Linked DNA regions of Mus musculus: all the other regions are linked to region 1. A link is a contact called in public Hi-C and HiChIP or PLAC-seq data. All regions are on one chromosome and are shown on one strand. The core of a region is the stretch at or near the end of the contact, and the rest is flanking DNA. Distances in the headings are between cores, read along the strand shown. Region 1 overlaps Gm34891 (a long non-coding RNA gene). Region 2 has its middle 12 kb from the start of Ercc1. Region 3 overlaps Exoc3l2 (exocyst complex component 3-like 2).

What was found. A called contact is a pair of places that touch in the nucleus more often than the background predicts. HiChIP or PLAC-seq counts read pairs in DNA pulled down with a chosen protein or histone mark.
Region 2: a FOXA1 HiChIP or PLAC-seq map of pancreatic cancer cells shows a contact between it and region 1. The contact joins two enhancer-like sites. A contact is called at or near these places in 3 of 39 promoter capture datasets (embryonic stem cells, liver and pre-B cells) and 1 of 115 datasets of contacts at active chromatin or transcription factors (pancreatic cancer cells).
Region 3: a contact with region 1 is called in a Hi-C map of liver, with 2.2 times the contacts expected there. The contact joins two enhancer-like sites. A contact is called at or near these places in 2 of 484 Hi-C or Micro-C datasets (the G1E-ER4 cell line and liver) and 1 of 115 datasets of contacts at active chromatin or transcription factors (embryonic stem cells).

Annotation. Positions count from the first base shown.
Region 1 is chr7:19,839,433-19,844,334 of GRCm38.p6, reverse strand. The region is part of intron 1 of Gm34891 (a long non-coding RNA gene); the gene reads right to left. Among named protein-coding and RNA genes, the nearest start is that of Gm19345, 10 kb to the left of the region's middle. Within about 2 kb of position 2,499, at least 67 of the 459 cell types and tissues checked have an H3K27ac peak or open chromatin away from gene starts, as enhancers often do. A contact at or near this core is called in liver and pancreatic cancer cells, where this site is marked.
Region 2 is chr7:19,330,358-19,335,259 of GRCm38.p6, reverse strand. No RefSeq gene overlaps it. Among named protein-coding and RNA genes, the nearest start is that of Ercc1, 12 kb to the left of the region's middle. Within about 2 kb of position 2,294, at least 252 of the 459 cell types and tissues checked have an H3K27ac peak or open chromatin away from gene starts, as enhancers often do. A contact at or near this core is called in liver and pancreatic cancer cells, where this site is marked.
Region 3 is chr7:19,493,954-19,498,855 of GRCm38.p6, reverse strand. Exoc3l2 (exocyst complex component 3-like 2) reads right to left here. Exons shown (of 12, transcript NM_001370800.1): 12 at 2,094-3,899. The coding sequence ends at 3,608. Among named protein-coding and RNA genes, the nearest start is that of Bloc1s3, 12 kb to the left of the region's middle. Within about 2 kb of position 2,200, at least 25 of the 459 cell types and tissues checked have an H3K27ac peak or open chromatin away from gene starts, as enhancers often do. A contact at or near this core is called in liver, where this site is marked.

The DNA.
Region 1 (4,902 bases), core at 1,250-3,749:
CAGCCTAAGTGTCCCCTAGAGATGGAACAGTGTATGCAACAGCCTGAGGCTTTGTAATTACATCCATTGCTCTCCCGGTCTGAGTAAACAGTTCAGTGTCCTCTCATTCATTCAATAAACACTTCCCGGAGTGAAGACATGTGGAGAGCGGTGGTCCCACTGGATCGTGACCTTGACCTGGGAATCAGAGAGGGTTCTGGAAGAAGGAAGACGTGCAGAGGAAGGGAAAAAGAAGAAAGGACACTCCAGATAGAGGGAGCAGCCTCTGCAAAGGCTGGAAGTAGCTTCTTACAGTGACACGATTTACCATCCGCCCGCAGTTCCTCTGAAGCTTGGTGTCCTTGCTCAGAGAGGCCATCCCTGTGGCCTTTGGGGTACACAGAGGAGAAAAACAGTAGGTTGTACCTCGGAAGCCAGCCTCCTCAATGCCCAGGGGAATGAATACAGCGAAGCCATTAGAATTTGTACCTAGGTCGGTCCCGGCCTCTGACTAGGAGATTGGCTTGTAGTAGCCTCCAGGTGGCGCCAGTGAGCCACCCGCCGAGCCTCTCCTGCTACAAAGGTGGATCTGGCCTGAGCAGGGCACTGGGGTCCCCCAGTCGTGTGCCCATGCTCCCTGACCTATTAGAGGACAGGGATTCCTGATCCGTTCCCTATTGCCTGGGAAACCTTTTTCCCAACTCAGATTTATTGGAAGCCCACGGTGTCACCACCCGACCTGCCCATACTCCTGTGAAACTCCTGGGCTGGGAATGGTGGGGGAGGGGACAGAAGGGTAGGGGTGGTGTTTTCTCATACCATGAGTAGGAAATACTCCTGTTTTATAAAGAGGGAAACTGAGGCACGGGAAAGCGAAGCCCTGACACCCCACTGAGCTGCGGATGAAGCCGCAAGCGCTTCTGTGCCCAGTTGAACCCCCTGTCTGCACCTGCCTCCCAGCCCCACACCCTGGGTAACTCCCCTGGCACAAGGACCAGGGGAATTTCTGCCCCGCCGGCCTCTGGGCCACTTGCCTGCCCTTCCCGGCGCCAACCCCAGCCGAAGGTTAAAGTCCAGAGCCGAGCCTGCGACTCCTGGCAGATAGAAAGGGAGACGAGCCCCACATCCTGCGGGGACTCCCCTGCTACCAGAGGGCTCACACTCATCCTTAGGAGGCAGCAACAGCTCCCAGAATTCTTTTCTGTTGCTGGTTCTGTGGCCTTGAACGTGGAACTTCACCCTTCCCCCTGCTCCAGCCTCAGTTTCCTCTAGCACTGAGCTCCAGGGTGCTAGAGAGCAAGACTTTGCTGCGGATGCTGAGTGCCCGAGCTCTGTGTGAGATCCTGAACCAGCCAGTCCATTGCTCCTTGCCTCGGTTTCCTCAGCTATGGAATGAGGGCATCTGGTTTGGTGATGGTTAAGGCTCCACGTGGGGAAGAGACAGCTTGTACTGCACAAAATGTTACCTCCTAAGTCTCTGGATTTTTCTTTTCTTTTCTTCTTTTTTCCTTTTTTTCTTTTTTCTTTCTTTCTTTCTTTCTTTCTTTCTTTCTTTCTTTCTTTCTTTCTTTTTTTTTCCTTGTTTCTCAAGACAGGGTTTCTCCGAGTCCTGGCTGTCCTGGAACTCTCTGGCCTCAGAGATCCACCTGCCTCTCCCTTTCTCACAGCCTGGCTTTTTTTTCTTCCTTTCTTTCTTTTTTTTTTTTTTTTTTTTTTTTGGTTTTTCGAGACAGGGTTTCTCTGTATAGCCCTGCCCTGGAACTCACTCTGTAGACCAGGCTGGCCTCGAACTCAGAAATCCGCCTGCCTCTGCCTCCCAAGTGCTGGGATTAAAGGCATGCGACACCACGCCCGGCCTCTTTTTTTTTTTTTTTTAATTTATTTTTGTTGTTCTGTTTTGTTCTGTACGGAGTGTCTCACTATGCAACCCTGGCTTTCCTGGAACTCACAGAGATCCCCCAAACTCTGTCTCCAGAGTACTGAGCGTAAAGGCGAGTATCATATTGGCCTGTTTTTCTTTGTCTTGTTGCAGTCCTGGGGACTACGTACAAAGCCTCCCACTTGCTATTCTAGAAAAGCCTACCACCACCAAATTACACTCCCATCCCCCACCCCAGCGGTGGTTCTCAACGTGTGGGTCGCGATTCCCACGGGCGGAATATCAGATACCCTGTATACCAGACAACACACATTCTGATTCATAACAGTAGCAAAATTACCGTTATGAAGTAACAATAAAAATAATGTTACGGTTGGGAGAGTCTTCACAATGTGAGGAGCTGTATTAAAGGGTCCTATCGTTAAGAAGGGCAAGAACCACCACACGGAGTCCAATTCAAGATACTTAGGAGACCGGGGCAGGAAGAGCACAAATCAAGGCGAGCCCTGGTGAGCCTGTCACAAAATAAACAGTGAACGCTGTGTGGATGACTCAGTGGGTAAAGTTCACTCTGTTCAAACACACAGACCTGAGATCGTATCCTGAGCACCCACAGGAAAGCAGAGCGCATGGCAGTAGACACGTGTTAGACCAGCGCTGGGGCAGGTGCAGGAGAACGGATCCCTGGGGCTTACTGGCCTGCCAGCCTAGCAGAGACAGCTCTGGTTGTAGAAGAATCTCAAATTATAACACAGAAGCCAGGTGTGTTGATTGAAGCCTTTGTTCCCAGCACTTGAGAGGCAGAGGTAGGCGGATCTCGGTGAGTTCAAGGCCAGCCTGATCTACAGAGCAAGTTCGAGGACAGCTGAAGACAGGAAGAAATAGGAACCAAGTCCAAAGATACAAGGGGACATGAGGGGACACAAGAGGCCCAAAGGGGCTTCTTTCTTTCTCTTCCCATTACCCTTTAGCCTTCCCTTTTTAATCTTCCTCTTTTTCAGTATCGGGCTTCTCTGTGTGGCCCAGGCTGTCCTGGAACTCTCTATGTAGACCAGGCTAGTCTCCAAATTATAGAGATCCCCCTGTCTCTGCCTCCCAAGTGCTGGGATTAAAGGCGTAATCCACTGCATTTCTGCTTTGTTGTGTTGTTTGTTTTTTTAGTTTAGTTTGGTTAGTTTTATTTTATCATCATTTTTAGGGACAGAGTTCCATGTAGTCCATGCTAGCCTCATGGACTTACTAAGTCACCAAGGATAACCTCGAACCTGTGGCCCTACTGTGAGCACCACCACCCTGTTTCTTGGGGTGCTAGAGACTGAACTCCATGGTTACAATGTCTAGGTGAGCACTCTACCAAGGAACTACATGGCCAGGCCTGTTTTTCTGGCTGGACTCAGACTCACTATGTAACCCAGGCTACCTTTGGGTTCCTGATCCTTCCGCCTCCACCTCCCAAGTGCTGGGATCACTGCTGTGCCTTCCTCGCTGTGCCCAGCTCAAGTTCACTTTTATTTATTTGTGCTTGTCCTTTTTACACATTTCCAACCACAGGGTCTGGGATCTGGAGCCTCACACGAACACTCTACTCTGAGTCCCAGCCGCAGAGCTGATAGGCTGACTACCCCCCTCCCAACAGGTCTATGGCCTTTTGGTATGTCTTTACCTTCTCAGAACCATGGCTAGGGAGAAGAGGGAAGGAGGGCAGCACAAATGCCGCAAGTGTCCCTGCAGATCTATCCAGGACGTATGTCCAAACCAAACAGAAGAGCCTTGTGAGTTTTCAGGGAGGAACTGGCCACAAAGCCCAGAGCAACTGCCACCCACTCCTGTGAGGCAGGGGTGGGGCCTGCTCCTGTGCCTATGCCTGGCACTGGCTCCAGCTGCTTCCTTACACTCCTTTGGTGATCTGGGAAAGCAGAGAGCCATCCTGGGTCACACCGGGTGGCATCAGGCCACAGTTAAGAGCGTTATTTTGTAAACCAAGCATGATAGCACATGCCTTTAATCCTTGCACTGACAGGTGGATCTCTTTGAGTTCAAGGTCAGCCTGATTTTTAGTGAATCCCAGGACAGCCAAGGTTACACAGAGAAACCCTGTCATAAACAGAACAGGAGGATCACTGTGTGTTGCTGCTTGGGGGTTTTGTTTAACATTTATCTAATGGGTGGAGATGGTTAGAGAACACAAAGTGCATATGATGTCAAAAGATAGCTCCCAGGAGTCCATTCACTCCTTCTATCATAGAAGTTTCAGGAATCGAACTCAGGTCCTTGGCCTCGGCAGCAGGCATCTTTACCTGCTTCGCCTTGCCCTAGTCAAGGGCTTAAGAAGGTTTGTTTAATAGTCTGGCAGTCATAGTCTACATTTCTGCCATTTTACTTTATTTCTCTGTTCAGGAGTTTTTTGTTTTTTTGTTTTTGTTTTTGTTTTTCCTGGTTTTTTTTTTCTTTTTTTTTTAATTACGTATTTTCCTCATTTACATTTCCAATGCTATCCCAAAAGTCCCCCATACCCTCCCACCCACTCCCCTACCCACCCACTCCCACTTTTTGGCCCTGGCATTCCCCTGTACTGGGGCATATAAAGTTTGCAAGTCCAATGGGCCTCTCTTTCCAGTGATGGCCGACTAGGCCATCTTTTGATACATATGCAGCTAGAGTCAAGAGCTCCGGGGTACTGGTTAGTTCATAATGTTGTTCTACCTATAGGGTTGCAGATCCCTTTAGCTCCTTGGGTACTTTCTCTAGTTCCTCCATTGGGGGCCCTGTGATCCATCCAATAGCTGACTGTGAGCATCCACTTATGTGTTTGCTAGGCCCCAGCCTAGTCTCACAAGAGACAGCTATTGTTCAGGAGTTTTTGTTTGCTTTCTGTTGTTTTCTCTTTTTGTTTAATTTTGGGGTGGGGGAATAGTTATTTTGTTCGGCTCTTTCTTTCTTTCTTGGTTTTATTCATTTTGAGACAGGGTTTCTCTGTGTATCCCTGGCTATTCTGGAACTTGCTCTGTAGACCAGCCTGGTCTCGAACTCAGAGATCCACCTGC
Region 2 (4,902 bases), core at 1,045-3,544, 510 kb after region 1:
CTACAAAGTGAGTTCCAGGACAGCCAGAGCTACACAGAGAAACCCTGTCTCAAAAAACACAAACAAACAAAAAAAGTTCAGTCATACCAGCTACTATGCAACCCTGATGACTCTAGTTTGATCCCCAGAACCCAGGGAAAGATGAAAGGAAAAAAGCAGCCAGGTGGTGGCGCAGGCCTTTAACCCCAGCACTGGGGAAACAGAGGCAGGCATAACTCTGAGTTCAAGGCTAGCCTGGTCTACTGAGTAAGTTCTAGGACAGCCAGGACTACACAGAGAAAGAAGGAGAGAGAGACAGAGAGAGACAGAGAGAGAGAGAGAGAGAGAGAGAGAGAGAGAGAGAGAGAGAGAGAGAGAAAGGGAGGAGGGGCACACACAGGCAAATGTTAAATAGTTAATTAATGATGTGGAGAGCCTGCCTTGGAGGAATCAAAGAGAGCTGTGGACCTGCAGACAGTAACCACAGTCACGGTATCAAAGCTGTGCATGAAGCTGTGATAGTTATTTTTTTCTCTTTTTTCCCCCCAACTTCCACTGTCGCTGTTTCTACTTATTTGGTAAGCCAATACATTTTTGTAAACCAGTTTTCAGCCGAGGCAGCAAAATTCATAATTAATCAATCCCCTGTGTCACTCCAAGGCTTCCCAGAACTAGCCCTGACCTCCATTATTTTGAGTCCTGGGGGCAGCATTATGATACACCTTGCATTATAGCCCCACATCTCCAATGGCTGCTCGTCTGAGCCCCTCACAAGGCAGGCAGTCACCTCCCTGTCCACAGACATAGACTGAGCTAGAGCCTGGCCCTGAGAGTCTCTGTGGTCCTCGCTGGCTGATGTGAGCATCTTACAGTGCACTGTGGATGAGATACGGATGAGGGTTAAGCTGCATTCATGGCCAAGCACCAGGCCTAGCACAAAGAAGAGCCATAAAAATGTAAAAAATGTATGTTGGGGTCCATCAGGTAAAGGCACTTGTTACCAAGTCTGACCACAGAATTCAGTTATGGGGACCCAGGCCACAAAGTTGTCTTCTGACCTCCACATGACCTCCAAAGCCCACAGGCATGGTTGGTTGGTTTTTGGTGTTCTCTCTCTCTCTCTCTCCCTCCCTCCCTCCCTCCTTCTCCCTCTCTCTCTGTCTCTCTCTCTGTCTCTGTCTCTCTCTCTCCCTCTCTCTCTCCCTCTCTGTGCGTGTGCATGTGCGTGTGTGTGTGTGTGTGTGTGTGTGTGTGTGTGTGTGTGTGTGTGAAAAGAGGGCCCATTACACAGCCTTAGCTGTGGCTAGCCTGGCGCTGGGTATGTAAACCAGGCTGGCCTTTCTTAGAGACATCTTGCCTGCTTCTCCTCCTGAGTGCTGGGACTAAAGGAGTATATATACCACACTGCTTGGCAGATAAACTTTCAAAGTGTATGATGGGACCATAGAGATGGCTCAGTGGGTAAAAATGCTCATTACAAAGGCCTGGAGGAACCCGTATAAAGGCATGTACATTAGTGTACACACACACACACACACTGGTTTTTTAAAAATGTAAAAGCCACTTTTTGATGGTGTAAGCCATCCCAGCATTTAGAAATCAGAGGCAAGAGGTTCTCTGATAGTGAGGCCCTGTCTCAAGACAGAGGATAATATAAAATAGATAAATAGATAGATAGATAGATAGATAGATAGATAGATAGATAGAGAAAGAGAGACAGAAAGACAGAGAGACAGGACAGACAGAGGGAGACTAAGAGAGACAGAGGACAGAGGCAGACAGACATGGGGGTGGGGTGGGAGAAGGCACAGACAAGCAGATCTCAGTGAGACCCTGTCTCAAAGAGAAGAGAGAAGAGAAAGGAAGATGCAAAGAGGGAAGGGGAGAGAGAGAGAGAGGGAGAGAGAGAGAGGGAGAGAGAGAGAGAGAGAGAGAGAGAGAGAGAGAGAGAGAGAGAGAGAGAGAGAGAGAGAGAGGTTATCTACACATAGAGAGGCAGAAAGAGACAAGAGGAGTTGGGGGAGGGGAGAGATCCAAGCTGAAGTTGCGGCATGCTACCTTGCAGTCAGCTCAAGAGCCCTTGTTGCAATCTCCCCCCGGGGGCGGGGGTGTCTGCGTGCCTCGGTTTCCTTATTCCGCCGCGATATCCCCCCTCCTAACTGCGCCTGGGGCTCCTGGAAGATTCTGTGCGGCGGTGACTCAGGCGCGTCCCCGGCTCCCCAGGCGCGCACGGCCTCGGCCACCCGCGCGCGCGCTGGGTCCATTTTTACCCGAACGCCGCTAAAAATAGTCACCGCGCTGCTGCGAAGCGGAGCCCGAAATAGCGGCCGCCAGATAAGGCAGCGACGACTCAGCGCTTCCGGGGAGCGGAAGGCACCCAGGAGGCGGCCCCGCGGTCACCGCGGCCAGCCCTGCCCGGATCTGCACCCCCACCCCGCCTGGCCCCGTCAGGTCCTGCATCGGTCTGTCCATCCGACCTCCGTATCTGTCTGTCCATCTCACCCCTGTGGGGATCACGGGGTCCCGGGAGGCAGCTGGGCTGGGTGTTGGTGTGAGTCCCCGGAGGTGGCTGGAGTTGGGACCTGGCGTCTGACCTTTGGTCCCTTCCTTGGTTTTGTTTGTTTGTTTGTTTGTTTGTTTTTGAGGCAGGGTCTTGCAATGTAGCCTGGCAGTTCTGGAACTTGCTCTGTAGACCAGGCTGGCTTCAAACTCACAGACATATATGCCTGTTGCCACCTACTGAGTGCTAAGATCGAAGGCAGGGACCACATCTGGTCTTTTTGTGTTATTTTAAAATATATATATATTGTTCCTTTATTTTTAGATAGAGTCTCAATATGTAGCTCTGGCTGGCCTGGAATTCACAATGTAGACCAGGCTATGATTCAACTCAGAGATATCTGACTCTGCTTCCTGAGTGCTGGGATTAAAAGTGTAGCATGCATGGGTATTCATTTATTGCTTTAAAATATCTTAAATATATGCTTTATTTATTACTTATTTATGTACTTATTTATTTACTATGTATGTCTGTGGAGGTGAGAGGTGAAGGTACTGTCTTCAGTTGCTTCCCATACTCTGAGTCAAGGGCTCTCAGTAAGCCTGGGGCTAGCTCACTCACTGGCCACACTGGCTGACCACAGAGCCCAAGGAATCCTCTGGTCTCTGCCTCTGCAGCTAACACTGTGTGCAACCACACCCAGCTTTGTACCTGGACGCTTGGGATTGTTGTGGTTAAACTGTGGAGTCATCTCCTGGTCTCCTACTCCACACATTTTTGGGGGCGTCTTGCTATGTAGTCCTGACTGGCTTGATACTTGCCAGCTTAATTTCTGTTTTTTTGGGGGTTTTTGTTTGTTTGTTTTTTCAAGACAGGGTTTCTCTGTGTAGCCTAGGCTGTCCTGGAACTCACTCTGTAGACCAGACTGGCCTCGAACTCAGAAATCCACCTGCCTCTGCCTCCAGAGTGCTGGGATTAAAGGCTTGTGCCACCACCCCCAGCTTTAATTTCTATTTTTTAAATGATGTGTTTATTATTGATGTTGTTACTTTGTTTTTAGAGACAGAGTTTCTCTTTGTAGCCCAGGCTGACCTTGAACTCACAGAGATCTGCCTCTGCCTCCTGAGTGCTGGGATTAAAGGCATGAGCAGTTATTTTTATAGAAGTGTGCATGCCTGAATGAGCTTGTGTGCATTGCATGCTTGTAGGATCCTCTGGAGACCTGAAAATGGCGTCATATCCCCTAGAATGGGAGTTACAAGGGGTAGTGAGCCACTCAGAGTATTAGGAACCAAACATAGTAACCTCTACAAGAGCAGTGAGCATCAGGGTCCCCAATGGAGGAGCTAGAGAAAGAACCCAAGGAGCTGACGGGTCTGCAGCCCCATAGGAGGAACAACAATATGAACTAACCAGTAACCCCAGAGCTCCTAGGGACTAAACTACCAATCAAAGAAAACACATGGTGGAACTTGTGGCTCCAGATGCATATGTAGCAGAGCATGGCCTAGTTGGTCATCAATGGGAGGAGAGGCCCTTGGTCCTATGAATGCTCTATGTCCCAGTATAGGGGAATGACAGGGCTAGGAAGTAGGAGTAGGTGGGATGGGGAGCAGGGGAAGGAGGGCGGGAGGATAGGGGATTTTTGGAGGGGAAACCAGGAAAGGGGATAACATTTGAAATGTAAATAAAGAAAATAATAATAATAATAATAATAATAATAACAATAAAGAATAAAGAGCAGGCTGACTGCAGTGGAGCAGTCTCTCCAGCCCTACATTTCTATCATTTCCTTTTTCTTGGATGGGTGAGGCTTTCACTGTGCAGCCCAAGGCCAGCCTTAAACTCTCAATCCCCTGCCTCAGCCTCAGTCTCCTCTGTATTATTACAAGTGTGTGCCCTCACACCAGGCCTTATTTCCTTATTTTATTAACTTTGTGTGTGTGTGTGTGTGTGTGTGTGTGTGCACATGCACAGTTGAACACATATGTACAGGCCAGAGGTTAACCTCCAGTGTCATTCCTCAGATCCTGCCCATGTATTTTATTGAGATTTTATATATTTTTATGTTTTCTGGATGAGTGTTTGCCCTGCCTGTATGGTGGCACCAGTGTGTACAGTGCCCTTGGAGGTCAGAGAAAGCTGTGAGATCTCCTGCAGCTGGTTGTGAGCTGCCATGTGGACACTGGGTCCTCTGGAAGAGCAGCTGGTGCTCTTTGCCCTCTGTACTGGGCCTTTTCTTTTGAGTCAGGGTCTCCCACTAGCCTGAAACCTGCTCAGTAAACTAGCCAAGGACCCCTAGGGATCTGCCTGTCTCTGGCTCCTCAGAGCTGTGCTTATAAGCACAAGGGGCCAAGCCCAGCGTTTTCTGTATGCTTTTAAAGTGGGTTAATTCAGGTCCCGCCTTGTGCAAGGCAAGCACT
Region 3 (4,902 bases), core at 951-3,450, 350 kb after region 1:
GTTTGGCTTGTTAGATGCTCCAATAGAAAGTACAAAACCTGGTAAAGGTTATGTCCTGCCTGGTGAATCCTGAGGACCAAATGCAGGTTGTAAGTGGAGTCAGCAAGTGCCTTCGCCAGGCCCTGGTCTCCAATCTTTACACACTTACATGATGCTCTCTTTAGGGCCACTTCAGACCCATTTGCCTGTTGGTGTTCTGTGATTCCCTCCAACAACCCTGTTAACCTAAGTGCTCTACCACAGAGTCACTCCCTCAGCCCTTCCCGGGGAGACCTGAGGTAAGGTGTAGTCACGGAGCGACAGCCTGGACTGCTGGCCTTCAACTCCGGAGCCTCTCAGCCTCTGGCACAACAGTACATCTGACCTCAGCTGTCTGGATCCTGGCTCCAGTTTGTTGACAGAGTGAATGATTGTGACCCAAAGTGAGAGAGGAAGGCTGAGAGGTCAATGTCTTCCCTCTTCCATTTAGTTTGACAGCTGTACACAGAGCCAAAACCCACTCTGTGTCCAGCTTTTTCAGTTCAATTCTCTTGGTGTGATATTTCCAAGGCTAATCTGAATTGCACCAGGTACTGATCTCTCTCCCAGGCTCTTTAATGATCTACTTATTATTTAACAGTTTTTGTTGTGGTTCTTTGTTTTTGAAACAGGGTTTCTCTGTGTAGCCCTGGCTGTCCTGGAACTCACTCTGTAGACTAGGCTGGCCTCGAACTCAGAAATCGCCTGCCTCTGCCTCCCAAGTGCTGGGATTAAAGGTGTGTGCTACCACTGCCCGGTAGTCATTTCAAAATTTTAAGTTAGATTTATTCGTTTCATTTTATGTGTTTGGCCAGCAAGTACACATGTTCACCCCATTCATGCCTGGTGTCTGAGGAGGTTTGAAGGTGGTGTCAGTCTCTGGAACTGGAATTACTGGCAGTTTTGACCCACCACCTGGGTGCTGGGTACCAAACCCAGGTCCTCTGGAAGAGCAACAACTGCCAAGTCATCTTTCCAGACAATTAAAAACAATGGTTTATTTATTTTTACTTTATGTACATTAGTATTTTGTCTGCATGTGTGAGGAATAACAGAGATGCCCAGTGTAGGTGCTGGGGACTGAACTCTGACCCCGTTTACAAGTCTCCCTTCTGTTTTGAGAAAGGGTCTAGCTTCGTAGCCCAGGCTAGCTTAGAACTCACTATGCAGATCAGGTTGGCTCCCAACTCACAATCCTGCTGAAACACCCCAAGTTGGATATCTAAACATGTGCTGCTACGCTTACCACTGGTTTGTCATCTCACTTTGTTGACAAATGGCACTCCTTGGCACATATGTGCACCCATTTTGTTCACCTGTGTGTCAGCTACTGGACAGTGAGGTGGTTTCAACTTTGACGGCAATGGTCTGGGTGCTATGCAAAGCTGTGCTTAGCAGACAGTGGTTGAAGAGTTCCAGGCTGGCCAAGACCACATATAGAGCTGTCTCAAAAGGGGGAGGGATTCGTGTCCATAATCTCAGCACTTGGAAGCCTGAGGCAGGAGAGTTGAGAGTTAGACTCGCTTAGGCTACATAGCATAGACCACACTCTAGCTGGGTGTGGTGGTGGTGGTGTGCACTCTTAATACCCACTTGGAAGGCAGAAGCGGGTGGATCTCTGAGTGTTCGAGGTCAGTCTAGTTAACAGAGAGTTCCAGAACAGCCAGGGCTACGTAGAGAGACACTGTCTCAAAAAAAAAAAAAATCAGTATTTTCTAGAGCTGGGGGGTCTTGGCTCAGGAGAGAGGGGACTTCCTTGCCTATACACAAGGTGTGTTGGCACCCGCCAGTCATTCAAGCACTTGTAAGAGGATCTAGGTCAAGTACATCCTCATCGATATAGGGAGTTCAAACCCAGCCTAGGCTACCTGAGACTCCAACTGAATAATAAAAATATGCTTGGTCTGGGAGACAGGGATCTGACTGTAAATATATAAGACACAGAAGCCAGACATGGTGGCGCACGTCTTCAGTCCCAGCACTCAATAGGTGGAGGCAGCTGGATCTCTGAGTTCAAGGCCAGCCTGCTCTACATAGTAAGACCTTATAAAAAAAAAGAGCAGTGGGAATCTACATTGCATTTGTTATTCCATTTTATTTAGCATGGGTGTGTAGATCAGGAGACATTTAGGATTCCACCATGTGGGTCCTGGGACCAGGCTCAGTCTGCTAGGCTTGGTGGCAGGCACCGTTCCCCGCCTGATCCCACACACTTTGTAGGGTGGGGTCTTGAGATGTAGTCCAGTCTAGTCTAACACTTCTGTTATTTTGCCTCAGCCCCTGACTGCTGGGATCACAGCCCTGCTGTCGCCAAGCCCGACAATCAAGCTGACTTTTGAATGACAGGGATAGCAAGTCAGACAATGACAGAGCATGGCCACGCTGAGATTAAATACATGTGGAATTGTGCAAGTGCCCACAGTCAGTTCCCCTCTCCTGCTCATCAATGACAGAGGTGTCACTTTCAGAAGGTCAAGGAAGGAGGAGGGACATCCTCTGGGCAAAGAGAAGTTAAGCCACTTCCCAGGGACAGCAGGAAGCAGAGCACAGAGACTGACACCTTCCCCTCTGCAGCACACAGCCCGGAGGCTCAGAGTCTAGAGCCTAGGGCCGCCATGTTGTTACCAATGTCAAGACGTTGCGTGAGGTTCCAACCCCGGCCCCTGTGCTGACCCCTGGCTGCCTCCTCTTTCTGACTTCTTAAGGAAAAAATAAAATAAAACATAACCCGGGCCAGGAAGCATCCATCACGAGCTGTCCAGCTGAGGCCGGAGGGGCAGAGGTCAACAGGGAGGTGACCTCAAGGACTCTGTGGGGATTTGGATCCGGCTGGGCTCCGGCTTGAGAGGCTGGAAAATTTCCCACCCTGAGATTTTCCTGCATCAATCCAGGAGGGCGCCCTGGATGCTGCCAGCCCAACCCCCCAGCTCCTTCCTCTCCCGCCAAGGTTTTCCCCCCACTCGCTAAGCACGGGTGGGGAGGGCTGTGCCAAGCAGACCTAGAAGAACATCAGACACCGGGATGGATAAAACAGCGTTATCTGGCTCAGGACAGACAAGTGCAGGCCTCAGAACCGCAGCTCAAGGACTCGGTATCAACGGCAACTGAGGAGTATCTGGTCATTTGTGGCTTCCCTAGGAGTTGGACCCCGGCCCTGGTGGCCTTGGGTGTGTGCAAGAGAGCTTGGCCCTGGGCCCTGTTTTCCCGCCCCTGCACTTGGGACTCAGCCCTTCCTAGTGTTAAATAGAAACCTCTTTATTCTAAGTATCTACCATTCCTTAATACGTTGGATTGGGGCCAGACCTTGAGGTGAGGGGAAAGGAGGTGGGGCTAGGATATTTCTGTAAAGCCTTCCAGAAGGCTCCCCGCCATGCCATGCTGGGATACAAGGGAGGAGGGTGCGGGGAATGACCCTGGCAGCCTTGGGGGAACTCTTTGCTCGTTCTGGCCTCAGTTTCCCTTCTGGAGGGGATGCTCCGGGCTGGGTGGGTTATCTAAGGAACCTCCTATCCCAGAAGTCGGTGTCTCAGGCAGGGAGTCACGTGGAAGGGAGGAGGGTCTATCAGCAGCAACATGGGCACCGGGTGCCTCAGCGATCGGCTCGGGCTCTAACTGGTGATGGAGGACGAGGCCGCAGGGGCAGACAAGCCAGATTGGGCCTGGCCAGCCGGGACACTGGGAGGCGTCCCAAGAGGAGAGGGAGGCCAAGACAGAAAGATGTGCGGGGCACAGGGATGTCGGCAAAGAAGGCACGGTCCCTAGAGGGTGGTAGGGCACCACTTTCAGATAGTTCCAGGTCCCGGGCCACCGCCAGGATCTCCTGACGGGCAGCTGTGTTTCGAAGACCTCTGATGTCAAGGAGGGCTGCCACATGCTTCCGCCTGTTGGGAGAGGACGGGAAGACAAAGGTCCATGAGGATCCTGGGACCCAGACAGGTACCCAGCCCATCAGTGTACCCTGCGTGAACTCTGGAACTCTTTGTCTCATTTCCTGGTGTCATCTTGTCCCAATCTCTTGCAGACATTTCCAAATTTTCCATGTAGAATCGTCCAGAACTCTTACCTCCAAGCTCAGTAATAAAAACTTTTTGTTCAGTGTCTCTAATCCTCATTAACTTAACTTTCAATCTTCATTCTAACTTACCTCAGCAGTCTCCTTTAATAGGACATTTACAGTAAAGGAGACTGAAGCAAGGATCTCACATGTAAGAGGTTCTAGGCAGGGGCTCTACCACTGAGCCACGCCCCCAGGCACTCACTGGGGGATTCTAGGCAGGGGCTCTACCACTGAGCCACGCCCCCAGCCCCTCACTGGGGGATTCTAGGCAAGGGTCTACCACTGAGCCATGCCCCCAGCCCCTCACTGGGGGATTCTAGGCAGGGGTCTACCACTGAGCCACGCCCCCAGCCCCTCACTGGGGGATTCTAGGCAGGGGCTCTACCACGGAGCCACACCCCAGCCCCTCACTGGGGGATTCTAAGCAGGGTTCCACCTCTGAATCTTATCTCTAATCCCCCCCACCTTTGTTTTTGTTTTTTTGAGACAGGGTTTCTCTGTGTACTCCTGGCTGTCCTGGAACTCACTCTGTAGACCAGGCTGGCCACAAACTCAGAAATCCATCTGCCTCTGCCTCCCGAGTGCTGGGATTAAAGGCGTGTGCCACCACGCCCGGCCTCTAGCCCCCTTTTTTAAGTTTTATTTTCAGATAGTGTCTCACTAAATTATCCAGGCTTTCCTTGAGCTTCTGATTCTCTCAGTCTCCTGAGTAGGTAGATTTACACACTCGAGTTGCCACTTCTAAATCCGGAAGGTATGCTAACACTTGGCAGATGCCACAGCTAACCCTTAGTTCCCTCATCCCTTTCCTCCCGATGGCCTCACTC